2 separate regions of the Macaca mulatta genome follow, and region 1 is linked to region 2. The links are chromatin contacts, called in public Hi-C maps. All regions are on one chromosome and are shown on one strand. Each heading gives the region's core, a stretch centred on a gene start, on an enhancer-like site or on the middle of the called end of the contact. The rest is flanking DNA. Distances are from core to core; before and after follow the strand shown. Region 1 holds the start of AP2A1 (adaptor related protein complex 2 subunit alpha 1). Region 2 holds the start of CPT1C (carnitine palmitoyltransferase 1C).

Region 1 (3,342 bases), core at 102-2,601, 87 kb before region 2:
AAACCCAAGTCTGGCTGACCCCAGAGCCCACGCGGATACAGCCTCTGAAGACTCCTGGCAGCTCCAATCTCCAACAGCCATTCCCAGGAGTTGAGAACTGACTTGCCGCCAGGCTTCATTGTCACGACAACTCTTCCTGGCAGGGACCACTGTCCCCATATTACTGTGGTCAAACAGAAAAGGGCTCAGATCCCTGCCTGTCCTGCTGCCTGACCCCTGACCTCTCTCTGGGATTAGACTTCCCCTATCCCCAGCTTTCCAGATCTCTACCCCTCAAGCACTTCAGAACCCAACGCCTTCCTTGAGGTCTGGGCGCTCCTTCTTCTGCCCTTCCCCCAACCCGCCACTCTAACGTCCTCTCCTTTCCAGGCCCCCGTTCCCTGTCACAGGTTCTCCCAAGACCTTACACCAGCAGCTCTTTTCCTCTGTGTTCCTTGGGTCCCTCCTTTCCCCTCAGCTGCCCCTCTAGCCCCCTCCCCACTGCCTTCCATATCTTCTAAGCAATCTCCCACCCTGAAGCCCCTCTATCCCTCACCAGGGTGTCCTTATAGTCTCCCCCTCCCATCATCTCCCCGCCCCAAACGCGTGGACTTTCACCCACTCTCAGGCCTCCTCTATACCACTGGCCAGGAGCCTCGGTGACCTATCTAACCCCTTTCCCCTGTATGACACCCCCTATCCCAGGCCCTCAAGCCCTGCTCCATTAGGCTTCCGGCATTCCACTTCCTCCAGGTCCCCTCTGGCTTCCTCCCATTCCATCGCTCCACAGGGCACCCCCACCATGCACTTCTTTCCCTTCTTCCCTACATTAGGAATCCCTCTAACCCCATCGTTTGTACGATCCCCCAGCTTTTCAGTCTTTCCCAGGGGACACCTCTATGCTCCCATCCCCGGGACCTCACTGTCCTCCTCCCCTTTCAAGCCCTCCCGGACCCCTCTAGCTACTCCGTGTCGTCACCTCAAGAGGCACTCTATGACACCCCAAGCCCCTGCGTGCCCCCCACCCTAAAGTTCATCCCGGGGCCCATCTATGCTCTTTTTCTACGACCGTAGAGCTTTTGATCCCCCGGGTCCCTCTGTGACCCCCAAACCCCTCAGTTTCACGCTCCCCCCTCCCCCGCGTCTCCAGTGTCCCCCGGCCGCGCGCTCACAGTTCCGGATGTCGGAGATGAACACAGCGAGCCCCCGCATCCCATCGCCCTTGGACACGGCCGGCATGATGGCGGTGGTGTCGGCTCCAGGCCTGGCCGGACAGGGCACACAGCAGCGGGGGCTGGCAAGCGGGGACCGGGCGGAAAGGACCCCAGGCAGCGCCAGGGAGCCCAGCCGGCCGCGGGGAGGGCTGGCTGGCGGGCGGGCGGGCGGGCTGGCAGGCCGTGGCACCGCCCCCTGCCCCTCCCCTCCGCCCGCCGTCCGGAGCTCTGAGCTCCCATTGGTTTGGGCTCCTGCCGCTCACACTCGCGTTTCTCCCCACTTCCTCTCTCATTGGCCGCTAAGCAAAGGCACGACGCTGCCATTGGTCCACTGTTCCGCTATTTCCGTTTGGGAATGAGAAGGGGGGGAGGAGGCGTTGCCCAAGAGACGGGCGGGGTTCGATTGCGCATCATGGACCCGCCCCCTTCGCGCGGCCAGGTCAAACACTGATTGGATCTAGCGGCCCTCCAAGGAGGGAGGGAGGGTCGTGAAGGAAGGCGGGGAACGGGACTAGGAGGCGGGACTTAGGTTGACTGGGACCAATGAACGGGTAGACCTCCCCCTCAGGCGTCGCGGATTGGCGAGATCTGTCCTACTTCAGCTCTCTATTGGGCGGCTGTGGGGCGGGCGGAAGGCGAAGATCAGTAGAGAAGGAACGAGAGAGGGTGTCACTCCGCTCGGCTGGGATAGGTGGAGCGACGCCTGCAATTCCCTGCTGCAGAGAAGGGGTTGGGCGGGGCAAGAGAGCGTGCGGTGTTTACTGCGCAAGCGTCTCAGTGTTCCCTTTCTCCATCTACTGTCACCCCCGACTGCTAAAATCCTCTTCTAGGAAGCCTTCCTCCCCTCCCCCCTTCTCTGCAGCCAACGTGTCGGGACTTGAGTTGTCAGGAGACCTAGAATCTCAGAGTGAAAAACAGTAATTCAAGTCTAGTCCCATTAAGCAGAGGTTAAACCTTAGGTCGAGCCGGGCGCGGTGGCTCACGCCTGTAATCCCAGCACTTTGGGAGGCCGAGACGGGCGGATCACGAGGTCAGGAGATCGAGACCATCCTGGCTAACACGGTGAAACCCCGTCTCTACTAAAAAATACAAAAAAACTAGCCGGGCGAGGTGGCGGGCGCCTATAGTCCCAGCTACTCGGGAGGCTGAGGCAGGAGAATGGCGTGAACCTGGGGGGCGGAGCTTGCAGTGAGCTGAGATCCGGCCACTGCACTCCAGCCTGGGCGACAGAGCGAGACTCCGTCTCAAAATAAATAAATAAATAAACCTTAGGTCGAGAGGGTGAATGACTTGCCCAGGGCCACATAGCTTGTAAGTGAAAAAGCAGAAATAAATGTAAACCATATCTTGGCTTACTTTTCAATATATGTTGCCCTTTTTTTTTTTTTTGTCCAACCACAGCATCTCTCGGGCAGCCTCCATTGTAGCAGATATCAAACCAAAATTAATTCTTTCCTCCAGACTGGGAACTCCTTCTGGGCAAGAATGGGACCTGGCCTTGAAGAGTTTTCAAGAACATCTGTTAAAGGAAGGAATGGGTGAACCTGCTTTGGCCCAGCCCCAGCCTCCATTCCCAACCCCCAGCTCCCCAGAGACTCTTCGGTAAACTAGCTTTGGGGAAGGCAAAACGGCCAGAACTCCCAGCGCCCCGGGCGATTGAGAAATTTGGGACAAAGGGAACTGGAAGAGTCCATTTCTGTCACCTCTAGGAACAAAACCACCCCATCATCCTTTTCTAATCTCAGAAGCCAAGCATTCCTGGAATGAGTCTTGGGGGTGTGTCCGGGACCTTTGGAATGGCCATTCTGAATCCTGGGAGATGGAAAGGAGGTTGAGAAGAGCCCACCTTCCAGGCTCAATGGATGCGTCCATTTGGGTTTCCAGGAATGGGACCTGGGAAAGTCCATTTTGGATTCCAGGAGGACAGACGTTGCTCAGCTGTTTTAGTCACTGGAAGAGTCCATTTCTAATATGGGGGGGTGCTGTTTGCCCCTGAAGAACATAAAGCAGCCCCATTAAACACAGGAAAAATGATTAATCCCAGGACTTGAAGAAGTTTGTTTTGTTTTGTTTTCTGAAACGGAGCCTCGCTCTGTCGCCCAGGCTGGAGTGCAGTGGCACGATCTCGGCTCACTGCAACCTCCGCCTC
Region 2 (3,158 bases), core at 130-2,629:
AAGCCCACGGCCTGGTGCGCTTCAGCCATGTCACGCTGGAGCCCTGGGAGTCGGGCAGAGTCACTCTTCAGGGCCCCAGCCCCTCCTCCCTCAGACTCAGGAGTCCAGGCTCCCAGCCCCTCCTCCTTCATACCCAGGAGTGCAGGCCCCAGTCCCTCCTCCCTCAGATCCAGGAGTCCAGGCCCCCAGCCCCTCCTCCCTCAGACCCAGAAGCCCAGGCCCCCAGCCCCTCCTCCCTCAGACCAGGGATCCCACGCCTCCAGCTGCCTCTTTGCGCTGACCCAGGACTAGCTCATCCTTCTCTAAGCACCTGAGGGGTCTTGCGGGTCCTGGTTTGTAGACCCGGAGGTTTTGAGGGAAGGACGTCAATTCGGGGCCTCTGGGAAAGCGTAGAGAGGCCAGAGGGATAGCTCGCGTTAACCCCTTTACCTGCTCTGCCAAGAACATGGTGCGGGGGCAGTGCCCTCCCCCCTAATACAGGACTCTGAAGATTCGGGGGTAGGTGGAGGAGGGAAACTGGTCCAGGCTGAGTTGCGGGGTCTTGAGAAAAACATTAGTTTTAGACCCATATGAAACAAACACCTATTAGATATTGACGCTGTCCACCCCATTTCCGCTTCTCATGCCAAGGCAAGGGGGGTGGTGTCTATAAATTCATCTGCTCTGAGGTGGCCCAGCGTCCCCTCCCCCTGCCCGGGCTGGAGAGGATGGGGAAGGAAGCACCCACTGCGCATGCCTCGCAGCCTGGGATGCTGAGACTGTGAGCGGAGGCGAGCGTCGAGGACAAGTGATGGAGAGGCTTGCACGCCCAACCCTAGACACAGGACTCCAGCCCCCTCAGGAGCCCGAGCCCCTGGGGTCCAATACTTACCACGTTGAATCAGGGGTCCGCTGATCGGATCCTGGGGTCCAAACCCGAGTCCACCCCCGCCCCCGGATTTTGAGCGCCGGCCCCAAATCTCCGGCTTGCGTATGTCCAATCCCAGTGCAAGGAGTCCACCACCGGGTCGACGGGCCTTTGGAGTCCTGCCCACTCCCAGATCACCGTCACCCAGAAACCCCGATTCCTGTCTCTAGTGTCCCTAGCCGGGTATTCAGGTCCCGGGTTTTATCCCCGCCTCCTTCCAATCCCCGCGTTCTATCCCCGCCCCCTTAGAGCCACGGCGTCCAATCCCCTCCATCCGTTCGATCCCCAGTCCTCTGTCTCCTTTTACCCGGCCAGATTCTCCACCATTTGGCCGCTCGCATTCTGCGCAGCTGTTCGGAACTCGGGTTTCTGGGCTCCTCACTCGGCGCATTGTCTCTTAATCTGTCTCTTCGAGGAACAAGGCTCACCTGGGAGGCCACAGCCCACCCCTAAGTGCATTGTAACGTCAGGCGCGTAGGGTGCCGGAGCAAATCTCAGCCCTTTCACGCCAGGGAGGGAGGAGGGATGTTTGGCGGTAAGGAGGGCCCACCAAAACCACCCACGGAAGGTGCATGGATTGAGTTGGCAAGAAGGAGGCGCTACAGCGGGTTGGATTCAAGGTAGACAGTGGGACTTCCGTGAGGGAGAAGCAGCATGGATAACGGAGAAGGGTGTATTAGAGACCCAGCCCCGACTGAGAGGTCGAAATAGGTAAAGGGAAGCAGAGACTGAAACACGGAACTCTCGTTTATTCGGCTTTGGGCGTCAGTGTTCTTCGTCCAGCCTGGTCCCTTGTGCTCCTGGGTCCAAGCTAGTCACAGCCCGGGGAGGGACTGGGGAAGGCGGTTTCAGGGGCTGGAGTTAGGGGAGAAGACACGTGGGGTAGAAGCTCCAATATACAGATAGGCAAACTGAAGCCGAGGAGGGGACGAGCCGTGCCGGAGGTCACCCAGCGAGCTGGGCACTGCGCTGGCCCCCTCGCTGCAGGCCGGAGTCCTGGGAACCGAGCCGGGCTTCCGCCTCGCGCCACCGGCGGCGCCCATAGCTGTAGGGGTTCTGGGGCTCGCGGCTGGCCTTCCCTGAGGGCTCCTTGGTGGAGGCAGAGCGAATCCATTGTATGATCTCCGCCAGGCGGTGGGTCCGGCATACGCCCAGGTAACAGACGTGCCCGCGGTGCTGGGGGACCTGGTGCTGGCCTCGCCTGGAGAGGGAGCGTGGGAGAAAACCGGGTTCAAACCGAATTGAGAAATGGGGCGTGATGGAGGTGGGCACCCAAGCACTCCAAGACCAGCGGGGAGCGCTTACAGATCACCCGGCCGTTCCGCGGCCGGGAGGGGGCGCGCGCCCTTTACGGTCTCCTTCCTGCCCCGTCCCTGCTGCCACCGAGGTTTCTCACCTGGCTGCAGTATCCGGGTCCCCTGGGCGGAGAAGGCGAGGAGCAACAGCAGGATGAGGATGTGGGCAGGGCGGGTCAGGATCCGTGGCCTGGAGTTGCAGCCACACGACCCCATTCCGGCGCCGGGCTGATCGCCTCTGGGTGCGGCTCTGGAGCCAGGAGCCAGGGCCAGTCCCCACTTCCCAGGCGGGGAACACTGAGGCCAAAAGTCTGTGGGAAAAGGCCGCACCACACCAGAGGGGCAGGATTCGAACCCGGGTCCCGCTTCACGCACCGCGGCTCCAGAGCCCTCACTAGGGGTGGTCACACCAGCGCTGTCTATCCCCCTGGGAGGTCTGTGGAGACTCACCCACCTTAAAGCATGGGGAAGTGGGGCGGGGCCGATGACACCCACAGGTAGAGCTAAGCAGCGGGATTCCACGAAAAGGGGTGGAGGCAGGGAAGCGCTGGCTCCGGTTGTAGATGTGACCTCACCCTCACCCCGTAGTCGTCCGGAAGCTGTTTAGAGACCCTGGAACCTCGGGGGGCCAGGCAATGCAGGACGAGTGCGCATGGGGCCCCCTGGAGGGTGTGGATCGAGGGAGACCACAAACACGCCAAGAAGCGCCCCTCCGTTAGAAAACAAGGCCAAGGTGTCAGGCACCCGCCAGTGAGGGCTCCAGATGCACTGAAGCAGGTGTAGCCAGGGCTGTGTCAATGTGGAGGTCCAGTGCACAGTGTTGTGGGGACCCAGGACCCCATGGCCAGGCTCTGAGGGTAGAAGGGTGGGTGCAGACTCCATGGCTGCAGCAGAGGCAGAGGGGCCTCGTCTTGGCCTCTGTAAGATGGGTAGGCCCTGCCACCTTTGAGCTGCAA

The links. A called contact is a pair of places that touch in the nucleus more often than the background predicts.
Region 1: a contact with region 2 is called in a Hi-C map of fetal cortex germinal zone, with 3 times the contacts expected there. The contact joins the promoter of AP2A1 here to the promoter of CPT1C in region 2. A contact is called at or near these places in 2 of 14 Hi-C or Micro-C datasets (cortical neurons and fetal cortex germinal zone).

What each region holds. Positions count from the first base shown.
Region 1 is chr19:62,231,648-62,234,989 of T2T-MMU8v2.0, reverse strand. AP2A1 (adaptor related protein complex 2 subunit alpha 1) reads right to left here and starts at 1,351. Exons shown (of 33, transcript NM_001266208.2): 1 at 1,152-1,351. The coding sequence starts at 1,218. It overlaps LOC144337270 (a long non-coding RNA gene), which reads right to left and starts at 994. Exons shown (of 2, transcript XR_013410125.1): 1 at 826-994.
Region 2 is chr19:62,144,384-62,147,541 of T2T-MMU8v2.0, reverse strand. CPT1C (carnitine palmitoyltransferase 1C) reads right to left here and starts at 1,379. Exons shown (of 19, transcript XM_077980870.1): 1 at 1,215-1,379; 2 at 1-43. The coding sequence starts at 1,248. ADM5 (adrenomedullin 5 (putative)) reads right to left here and starts at 2,418. Exons shown (of 4, transcript XM_015124606.3): 1 at 2,322-2,418; 2 at 2,304-2,319; 3 at 2,012-2,108; 4 at 1,637-2,009. The coding sequence starts at 2,418. The coding sequence ends at 1,719.